3 separate regions of the Mus musculus genome follow, and all the other regions are linked to region 2. The links are chromatin contacts, called in public ChIA-PET and HiChIP or PLAC-seq maps. All regions are on one chromosome and are shown on one strand. Each heading gives the region's core, a stretch centred on a gene start, on an enhancer-like site or on the middle of the called end of the contact. The rest is flanking DNA. Distances are from core to core; before and after follow the strand shown.

The links. ChIA-PET counts read pairs in DNA pulled down with a chosen protein or histone mark. HiChIP or PLAC-seq counts read pairs in DNA pulled down with a chosen protein or histone mark.
Region 1: a contact with region 2 is called in an HNF4G HiChIP or PLAC-seq map of pancreatic cancer cells. The contact joins the enhancer-like site here to the promoter of D630039A03Rik in region 2. A contact is called at or near these places in 4 of 115 datasets of contacts at active chromatin or transcription factors (embryonic stem cells, large pre-B cells, memory CD8 T cells and 1 more) and 2 of 9 other capture datasets (adipose tissue and liver).
Region 3: a contact with region 2 is called in an RNA polymerase II ChIA-PET map of memory CD8 T cells, with 41 read pairs. The contact joins the enhancer-like site here to the promoter of D630039A03Rik in region 2. A contact is called at or near these places in 3 of 484 Hi-C or Micro-C datasets (CD8 T cells, embryonic stem cells and muscle stem cells), 4 of 115 datasets of contacts at active chromatin or transcription factors (CD8 T cells, cardiomyocytes, embryonic stem cells and 1 more) and 2 of 9 other capture datasets (adipose tissue and liver).

The regions. Positions count from the first base shown.
Region 1 is chr4:57,813,434-57,817,151 of GRCm38.p6, reverse strand. The region is part of intron 7 of Pakap (paralemmin A kinase anchor protein); the gene reads right to left. Among named protein-coding and RNA genes, the nearest start is that of Gm35099, 60 kb to the right of the region's middle. Within about 2 kb of position 1,666, at least 15 of the 459 cell types and tissues checked have an H3K27ac peak or open chromatin away from gene starts, as enhancers often do. A contact at or near this core is called in pancreatic cancer cells, where this site is marked.
Region 2 is chr4:57,914,995-57,918,461 of GRCm38.p6, reverse strand. D630039A03Rik (RIKEN cDNA D630039A03 gene) reads left to right here and starts at 2,198. Exons shown (of 2, transcript NM_178727.2): 1 at 2,198-2,865. The coding sequence starts at 2,667. It overlaps Gm42293 (a long non-coding RNA gene), which reads right to left and starts at 1,954. Exons shown (of 5, transcript XR_881308.3): 1 at 1,725-1,954; 2 at 728-907; 3 at 388-464; 4 at 169-257; 5 at 42-64.
Region 3 is chr4:57,832,476-57,835,853 of GRCm38.p6, reverse strand. All of the region lies in intron 7 of Pakap (paralemmin A kinase anchor protein), which reads right to left. Among named protein-coding and RNA genes, the nearest start is that of Gm26138, 43 kb to the left of the region's middle. Within about 2 kb of position 1,638, at least 53 of the 459 cell types and tissues checked have an H3K27ac peak or open chromatin away from gene starts, as enhancers often do. A contact at or near this core is called in CD8 T cells, embryonic stem cells and memory CD8 T cells, where this site is marked.

The DNA of each region.
Region 1 (3,718 bases), core at 417-2,916, 100 kb after region 2:
TCTTCTGTACTCTTCTGAAGGAAATACCATGTGAAGACAGACAGTACATCTCTTCTGAATTGCATGATTTGTGATACACCAGTAGCCAGACATTAGCTATTGTAAAGGCATTTACATTATAGAAATTTATCCCACCATGGTCCTCCAGCTCTTGTGGGAAGTCACTATTTCCCGGGAGGGGCAGACTCAGCAACATTAGGCTGGGACATTGGTTCTGAGACTCTTAACAAGAGGTTTGTGCAGTCCCTATGAGAGCCCCAAAGGGGACTCTTCTCCCAGTAGGGGGAGGTCATCGAAGGCTTCCTCCAGGGAGGCTGAACAAACTGTACAGTGAGGGAAGGACAGGGGTTCCTATGCAGGAAAGATTTACTGGAGCAGTGGTGGTAAGGGACATGGTGGGGTATGATAGGCTTCTATGAGACACAAGAAGAGTAATAGGAAGACACTGGGGCTGAGAAGATGCATTTGCCGACAGCTGAAAGGTCAGAGCAATGGGTGAAGTGTGTGTGTATGTGTGTGTGGTATATGGTGTGTGTGTGTGTGTGTGTGTGTGTGTGTGTGTGTGTGTGTTATATAAAATCCTAGAATCCACAGCCCTTGAATGCCAAGGATTTGGGGTTTGGTTCTCAGATACTAACACCCGAGACAAATAAATATACAATGTAGGACAGGGGTGGAAAATGCTGCCTGTGTCCAGATGCCAAACGGTGTCAATGAGGTTCAGACTGATGTGCCTGCCAAAGGCTGCAGGAAGGCTGCAGGCTGATGCAGTCATAGCATGTAAACCAACGCTATGTGCTAATGACTGTATGTACGAACCAGAACAAGGAATGCCGTGTTGGTTCTCTATAGCTTTGCAAGGCGCTGTTTATGTGCATCTGGTCAACCACACTTCGGATGCTCAGCAAGAAAACAGTGCTTGCTCCGTGCTGGACACTCACAGACAGCTCTTTCATAATGAAGAGTAAGTCTTACACAACTCTAACCCTTTGTCATTTTCTCTTACGGCATTTATTACTTCCTAAATCATCATCATCATCATCATCATCATTATTATTATTATTATTATTATTATTATTAGCTCATACTAGTATTATTAGTATAGTCTTGCTATCCTGACTGTACTAGTAGAGCAGAGTCACAGAGATCTGCCTCCCTCTGTCTTCCAAGTTCTGGGATTAAAGAAGTGTACCACCTCACCCGGCTTATTTTTAATATTTTTAACTGTGTGTTTGCACGTGTGTGTGTCTGTGTGTGGGTGTGTGCATGAGTGCAGGTACCTGCAGAAACCATACAAGGGCGTCAGGTCCCCTGCAGCTACGGTTATAGGCACTTGTAAGCTATCTGACATAGGTGCTGGGAATCGAACCCAGGCCCTCTGGAATTGTGGCAAGTGCTCTTAAGCACTGAACCATGTCTCAACCTCCTACTCCTCTCTAAATATAATGTTTGGATAATATTACTTTTTCATTTTATCAGTTTAGACACTATTGACTGGCTTTCCCCTTTGGCCTCTCATGTATATTTGCTTAAGAGCTTGTGATTCATTATTCTTACATGTTTCTATGGTCACAAGCGTGCATTTTGTTCTGCTTACCTAAGCAGTACTGTATACAGCAGTACAGTTTTTAGTGTCATATTTCCTGGTTTGTTTGTTTCTTTCAACACCCATAGTCCTCCCTTGTTGAGTTTTCCGGTTATTTATTAACCATTTCAGAACTCCAGAGCCATGCAACCTTTCAGAAGGATTTTTTTTTTCCAAGACAAGGTTTCTTTGTGTGTAGCCTTGGCTATTCTGGAACGCAATCTATAGACCAGGCTGGCCTCAAATTCAATGGTCCACCTGCCTCTGTCCCCTCTGTGCTGGGATTGAAGGTGTACAGCGCCAGACTTTTTGGATGGTTAGTGCATCAGAAAATGTATCTTGTCTTCTTTGTTCCAGAGGACCTCGTCACGTCACCGGATCGTTCCCTGAGGAGGACCCCCGATTTTCTGCACATCTGCCTGCTGCTTTCTTCCTTCACATGTTCACCTTGCTGGAGCACATCCTCCAGGTCCTCGCTCTACAGTTCTCACGATCTCTGTCATTCTAATGGCTGCCTTTGTTAAGTTATATAGGCACAGACTTAGTAAGCCTCCGGTCCCTCAAGTCCATCCCTCCTTCTACAATTCTTCCCGGCGCCAATCTTTCAGGTTGTTTTTGGTAATGATTTTATACTTTTTGCAGTTACTCAGTTGATGACATTAATTATTGACTTTATTGAGGAATCAGTAATTTTTTCCTATGTATGCCTTCACTGCATGAGAGCAACCTTCCCAACATAACGACAAGGAAACTTAACAAAGAGCAAACTCTTCAGGGAGACCACAGTACCTCCCACTGAGTGACATAGTAAATTGTAATACATTTTCTTTCCTGATGGTCCTCCTGTTTTCTCCTGAATGAGTAACAGTTATTTCCTCAGCTTCAGTTTTGCTCTCCAGTGTTGAGAGATCACAACCAGGGCTCCCTCACGTCCCAATTCCAAGTGCTCCACCTTTGAGCCGTATGTACCCCTAACCTTTCAGTAGTACTTTATATAGCTCTTTATTTTATTTTAGTTTATTTTATTCTAACATCTGTTGCTGTGTAAGTAACCTAACAGATACTGACATAAGGGAGGAAAGAGTTTCCTTGGCTTACAATCCAGGTTATAGTCCATCCTTGCAGGGAAATCAAGGCAGGGACTCAAGCAGCCAGTCACAATATGTCCACAGTGAGAAACGGAGAGACAGGGCCAGGGCCTTGCTTCTCTGATTGATACTTGGCTAGCTTTCTCTTAAATTAGACAGTGCAGGACCCTGGCTATAAAAATGGTGCCACCCACATTCAGGGTCTTCCTATATCAATTACCAGCCAAGACACACTCCAATAGACTGTCCCATAGGCCTACCTAATCTAGATAATTCCTCATTAAGATTTCCTTCCCAAATCGAGGTTTGGTGGTGCACACCTTCAATCACCACTCAAGAGGCAGATCTCTGAGTTCAAGGCCAGGGTGATCCACAAAGCAAGTTCTAGGACAGTCGGAGCTATTACACACAAAAACCCTGCTTGGGAGGATATGGGGGGGAGGAGGGGTTTGGAGAGAGGGGAGGACCAACTTCCCAGCCAGGGAGAAAAGTAGATAGTGAATACAAGGGCAGAATGGTCTGCATAGCAAGTTCCAGGCCAGCCAGGGCTACGTACTGAGAAGACCCTTCATGGATGATAGGTTGTATCATGACTAACAGTCACAGTCAAGCAGCACACTAACTTAACCTCCAAATTTCTTCTCCTGGCAGCGAGCTGTCTTGGGTACTTGGCCAATCCACCGGATGAACAAAACCACCTCACAAACCTGTAGCACTGTTAGGAAGTACAGCTGTTGCTCTGGGGTTCCCCACCATCAGCATCTAGACATTTCCGGTCTCTTTCATGGCTGGGTCTCCTACTTCCTGTATCACTAGCTATTTTTCTTCCTAGTTTGCTTCCTCTCCAGCTATAGTCATTTCCTGAATACTTTCCCAATTCTGCCTTCACCTTCATCAAGAGTCTGACTGGATAGAAAATTGTAGCTTTAAAATAAAATGTTAGAAGACAGAAGGCAGACAGAGAAGTTAAACACACACACACACACACACACACACACACACACACACACATACACACACACACGAAACTCCCCAGTCCTCAGCT
Region 2 (3,467 bases), core at 949-3,448:
AGGCTGTGAGTCCAGCCTGGTCTACACAGTAAGTTCTTGACAGCCAAGGATATGGAATGAGGCCCTGTCTCAAAAACAAACAAACAACAACAAGACAGATTTTTTAAAAAGAGGTTGGGAATTAGTCATGAGTTAGGGGAGGGGATGGCTATTGGAGGCTATACCCACCCTTGGTTCCTGTTCCTCTCTGCTTCTGCCTTAATGTGAACAAAGTCTGCCACATGCTCTTCCACCAGAGCATGGAAGAGAAGGAAGCCCTGAGATAAGAGAGGAGGGGGAAGAAAATAGAGTATAAAGGGGGGCATCTCTATGTGAACATGGTATGCTAATGGGAAACTAACAGAAGGAAAGGCAGGCATGGCATGTACCCATAATCCTAGCACTCACAGTGGGCACGGGAGTCCGATACAGGAGGATAGATAACATTGAGTTCCAGACCAGTTTGGGCTACAAAGTGAAACTGTCTAAAAAGTAAAAGAATTTAAAATTTTTTTAAATTAAAAAAAAAAAGACAAAGAAAATAAGGAAGAAAGGAACTAAGGGAAAGAGGGAAGGAGGGGAGAAGGAGGGAGGGAAGGAGGGAGGGAGAGTGGGAGGGAAGGGAGATGCCTCAGTTGGTTAAGTGCTTGTGTGCAAGCAAGAGGAGCTGAGTGCAGCTCTCCAGCTCAGCATAAAGGCAAGGCCAGGTGACATGAGTCTATAAGGCCAACACTGGGAACATACCCACCTGTAGGTCCTTGGAGCACATTGGCCAGACAGCCTCACCAAACTGGTGCATTTCAAGATCAGCAGAAGACCACCTCAGAATCATGATGCCCACACCTGTGCCATCAACCTTTGACTTCCATGCACACATGCATACACACACATGGGCATGTGTATCCGTACAAATGTGTACATATAACTCCTGAAAGGAAGGGAGGGAGCGAGGGAGGAAGGCAGAGATCAATCTAGGATCACTTCTTGATTCTATATATTCCTAACAATAAAATCTTCCCAATAACAAATTATCTTTTTCAAAACGAATGGCATTTTCAAGTGAGATTTCCCCACAAAGCACCCTGCACCATCTGGCTCCCTCCTGCTGCCAGAAAGATCAAAGACACCCCAACTATAACATCTAAAACTAGTCCCCTGTTGCTCCTCCCCGGTCATCTCTCCCTTCCTTCCTGTTTCCCTGAATGGTACTGTCATGGTCTACCCAACAAAAGCTAAATCTTACCAGCTCAGTTCCAGTTCTCTTGCTGCCATCTTAAATCTGGAGCCTGCAATGTGCCCTACTAGGAAGTAGGTTTATTGCCAATTTAATTAGTTAAATTAAGATGAGGTTATCAGGCTAAGCACTAATCCAGTGACTGGTGTCCTTATAAAAGGGGAAAATTTCAACATGAGAACATTACAACGAGACAAAGGTGAAGTGATTCCTTCATAAAAATGAAGGCCACCAGGCTGCAAAAGCAAGCCAGCAGGAGCTAGTCAAGGTTTATAGAACACTCTCCCACAGGATCGGACTCTGATCACACGTGATCTTGGATTTATAGTCTCTGAAACAAATAGAACAATGTCTGATGTTTAAACCACCCAGTTTGTGAGACTTTGTGATGGCAGCCCCAGTGAACTACCTTGACTACTCTTTGAAGATTTACCCTCCTCCATCCCCTACCCATTGCTCTGCAAGAGTGGCCAGTGGTAAGGATTGCCTTAGGAGAAAGAATCGCACTTACTTGAGTAAGCAGAGCAGAGCAGGGATAGATCACGGCTAGTGTAAGAAGAGGCAGTGTCTGCCATTCGCAGAAATGATAGGGCTGGCAAAAAGGGGGTGAGGGTGCACGTAGCTGTGGGCAAAATAAACACCCACTTGTTACTTAGTTGGAAAAAGCCAAGACCACAAAGGCTGCTCAAATGTCAAAGAGGTGGGGTTGGCGGGAAGCCAGGGCTACCCTGGACTCTGTCTCTATGGCAGACTTTATGCCGGAGTTTTTATCTGAGAGGTGTGCTGGGGGCTGCCTTCAAACCTTAGGGTGACCTTGTACACATCGGAGCCCCAGCTTTTGAAGTTGCAGAAGCTGTTTCTTTTTTTTTGTGGTGGTTGCTCATTAAGCCAGCAGGTTTTGATGACCTGCTAAGTCAAGTTCAAAATCTGTGAACTGAGCAGGCACCTGGCACTCCTCAGACCAGCTCGGCTCTGCCAGGAAACTGGAATCTCACGGTGGCCCTCGGAACGGCTTTCTAAGCTTGACCATCACTCAAGGAAGCCGTCTGGAATAAAAGCTCCCTGGACTGAGAAAGAGCGCAGCAGCTGAGCTGGATCCCTCGCTCGCTCAACTCCTACCTGTGGCTCTTCAACCCTCCCCACCTTCTCCTCCTGCCCACCCCACTCTCTGCTCTTAACCGCTCCTCACTCCATTCTCTCCTTGTCTTTCCGCTGCCCCCTTTTCAGCCCCTCTCCGAATCCTCCTCTTTAGTTAAGAACTAACTGTTCCCCACTCTTCCTCTCCCCACCTCCCCGATCTTGTCCCTTCCGTTTCTCCTTCTCTCTCCCCCCGTATCTTGCCAGCTTCTCTCCTTGCTCCCTGTTCTTCTTCTCTTTCTTTCACGCTACCGTCTACACTTCTTTTCTCCTCCCCTCCCCCTGCCTCAGCCCTCAGTGTTTGCTCTTCTCCCGGATGCGGATGAAAGGGTTGGCCTGCCCGTGCCCTGCTCTACCCAAGTTCTTGGAACTGGGGACCTGCTTAATGGCTGAGGGTTCCAGGACTCAGGCGCCAGGTCAAGGGCCTCCTGTAAACATCCAGTTTCTTCGTGCCCAGTATGAAGGTCTGAGGAAACAGCAGAGGACCCAGGCCCACCTAATGGTGTTCCCTAAAGGTAGGGCTGGGCGTGTGTTGCAGAGGGGGGAACTTCTGTGGGTGGAACCGGGGGGACTGAAAGTCCACGGAGAGGAAGAAAAAAGCTGTTTGCTGACCCAGTCAGCACCGAGCCACGGAAGCTTGATCAGGGTGGCTGTGCCCAGCCTGTTTCTTAGCCAAAGGAACAGAGGCCTCTCTGCCAAGCATTTGGCCAACGGCCACTGTTCCTGGTCTCCGTGTCTATTTTCCCCTAATTCTGATCTGGCTTGACTGGTTGGTCAGGTGAGCAGTCTTGGCACCCTCCTACTAGGCTAAGTAGGATGATGGAGAGTCAGCCTCCTGACTGGATCCACAGGCAAAACAGAGAGAATGGCTTTGCAGAAGAAAGATGGGGAGTCCCAATTTTAGAGCAACTGGCTGAGTCAGGATTCAGGGCTCAAGCAGGCAAAGAGTTCTACATTCTACAGTGATAGGTATCACACCTTAGCACAGAGCGGTTCTGCACAGGCTTGGGACAAAGCCTGAGTTTACCTTCCCCCATGCCCCCTCCAGACTAAACCAAACCAAAGCCGGTGGAAAGATAAAAGATGGGGGGCTGTGGTTAAGATCACAGCGTTGCTC
Region 3 (3,378 bases), core at 389-2,888, 82 kb after region 2:
GATCCTTTTTCTCCTTCTTCACCTTCTGCCAGCCCCGCATAGTTCTAGGTTCCCTGTGAATGGATTCAAACAACCATGGCTGGAAAATAGAACTCTGTGATGGTACCAAACTGGTACAGACTCTTCCCACATGTTATTCTCTAAAACAGCACATTACACCAATCTGTACACAGCATTTACACCGTGTTGGGTATTAGAAGGAATCTAGAAGAGATTGAACATGGTAGGCAAATCCCATGTCATTTTTACATATGGAGCTTGATTTTGGTATGGGTGTAGGTGTGGGAGTCCAGAAGTCAGTGCTCAAGGGGCGTAGAACAAAAATGTTTCCTATATATTAATTCTAGGAAATAGAACCTCGAATTTGTGTGTGTGTGTGTACACGTGCGTGCAAGCGTGCATGCACACTTTCTGGGTATTGGCATTATAGAAAACAAATGGTACAGATAAGAATAATGGAGCAGTTATTAACCTAATCCACACTGTGTAGGCATTTTTGCTACACAGACTTCTAGAGTTTGACTTCTGCTGTCTTTCTACTCTTCCAGCAGTGAGACATGCTAATCCCATTTCACAGATGAAGACACTGAAGCTCAGAATAGAAGTAATTTGCCCAAAGACACATAGCAAGTTCTGGCAGAGCAGGACAGAACTAAGCCCTGTTTCTTTTCTCGATGCTATGGAGACATGCACCTTAGCACACCAGTGTCTTCTGCCCCACAACACACAGTATGCTAAGGCTTGATAAAGAATGAACTGGAGAGGGTAGGAGAAATGATTTGGGGGGTGGGGGTGGAGGAGTGGGGTGAGAGGACCTGGGTTCAGTTCCCAGAACCCACAAGGAGGCTCATAACTATCTGTCCTGGGGATCCAATGCTGTGGACACCAGGCACGCATGTTCATATACACAAGCAAAATACTCACAAAAATAAATCCTAAGAAAAAAATGGTTTAATCCTAACACTAGGGGGGCAGAGAAGAGCAGATTTCTATGAGTTTCGGGCCAGCCTGGTTTCCATAGGGAGTCCTAGGCCTGTCTCAAAACCTGTGAAACCTTGTCTCAAAACAAAAACAACAAATAAAGAATAAACTAGAGGGTAGACAAGATGGCTCAGCTGGTAAATGTACTTATAGTCAAACTTGATGACCTCCGTCCCAACTCTAAGAAACCCAAGGTAGGAAGAGAACTGCTCTTTCATGCTGTGGCACATACACACCCACACAAACTAACCAATGGGATCTAGAAAAACAAGCAATGTGTAGGAGACCCTTCACAGAACCTTAGCTAGGAGAAAAGGCTGGGCTTGGCCACCACCCCTCAGGATGCCTGGCATTCTCCGTCTCCCTTAACTCGCTAGGTGAGTGAGTTTTCTCCAGCTGAGTGGCTGGAATTCTCCAGATAGACTAGGAGCCCCTCCCAAGAATGTCTGTTTGTCTTGTACACAGGTTCCAGTACAATAGCTAAGAACTTGGAACAGCCAGGCCATTCCGGAAGTGGACCTCTCCCCAGACAGGCAGGACAGAGAAGGTGGGGGGTTGGGGGATCTAAGAACAGGAAATTGCAGTGACAGGGGTAGTGGGGGCTTGACGTCTTGGGAGCACATCCTACAAACAGTTCAAGCTGGGAGGTGCTGGGTGGGTGTAGGGACCAAAAGGGTGACCTCAGCCAAAGTGTTGCTTTGATGTACAGACATCCTGCCCTACACTGGCTCAACTTGAGAGGTTTTTACGTCTCTCTCTCTCTCTCTCTCTCTCTCTCTCTCTCTCTCTCTCTCTCTCTCTCTCTGTGTGTGTGTGTGTGTGTGTGTGTGTTGTGCGCGCGTGCGCACTCTCATCCTATGGATCAAACCTAGAGCTTGAGCTACAGCCATAGCCCATTTTAAACTTAATTTTTTATTTGAAGACAGTATCTTGCTAAGTAACCAAGACTATATAAAATAGGTAGGTCTTGAACTCATCTCCTTGTAAACTCCCTCCCATACAACTGAGATTACAGGCCTGGACCCCTAGGCCTAGATGAACATCTTCCTTTTCAAAGATGTGAAAATGACGGGCATTCAGCAAAAATGTCGACTTTGCATTCTGAATTCTCCACCCCAAACTCCAAGGTACTCTGCCATAACGGCTGCTTCCCTGGGCTTCTGTGACTTCAGTGTTTCTTCTATTTGCCTGTGAGTGAGAGCGTGCAGACTCTGACACCACAATCCTCTCTTCACCCATACATGGACACTTACGTTGGTTGACTCCGGTTTTGCTATTATGGATAATGTTGCTATGACTACAGACATATCTTCAACAGACTCCTTCATATTAGCTGCATATCCAGAGATGGAATTTCTAGATCATATGTGTTTTCTTTTTCTCTTTGAGCCTAGACTTAAATCAAACCAAAATAAAACAATACTCCCTCCCTCAACGAAATTATGGAGCAGACACCCTTTTCGAACCTTACCTCCTTTCCAGAGACATCTCTCTGGCCCCGCCCATTGCTGTGTGTGGCTCCACCCATGTGAGCCCCTTAGTTCTGTTTCTGCAAAGTCATTTAGGCTCTGCAAACAGAGGTTGGGGCAAACCCGCTCCCCTATGATGCAGCCTGGTGACATAGCATCTGGTTCATCAAAGGCTGCAGGTCTTTCTGGAGAGCCTTCCAGGTTAGAGCAGATGGTCCCTGAGGATAGTTTGCTTTTGCAAATGTCATCAATCACAGTCAGGGGCTGTCATTGTCACCATCACCCAGGTCTCCTCTAGGGCTAAAGAGGCCTCTTCCTTTGTTTTCTCTCAGATTTGAAATCCCCCCACCCTGACCATAACCTTTAACCTCTGGAGGTTTCTGAAGTTTCAGTAACACTTGGCAATCTTTCAAATTACAAGTCAACGACTGCAATTACTAAATTGTATTTTAAAGGACTGCTTTATTGAGCCGGGTGACTTAAGTGTATAGTGTTAGGGGAAACTCTGTTAGGCTTTTGTCCTAGCCTTACACACTTTGTCTGTCAGTGGTTGTTGGCGGGGTAGGGGAGGTTGTAATTCTTATATACTTTTAAAAACCTGTGGTGCGGGGCTGGAGAGATGGCTCAGATGGTTAAGCAAACTGGCTGCTTTCCAGAGTTCCATTCCCAGCACCCACCCGGCAGCTCACAATTGTCTGTAACTCCAGTTTAGGGGGTTTGACACCCTCACATGTAGGCAAAGCACTAACCCACATAAGACAAAAAAAATTATTTAAGAATAACTAAAAAAAATCCGTGGAGCAGTATAGAGCATACTACTTCCTGTTTCAAGCATTTAAAATGAACAAGCCGGTGGTGTCAGACACGCTCACAGCATTGTGTGGTAACACATGTTCACCTCTCAAAACCAAACCTCTGCACTCAGGAA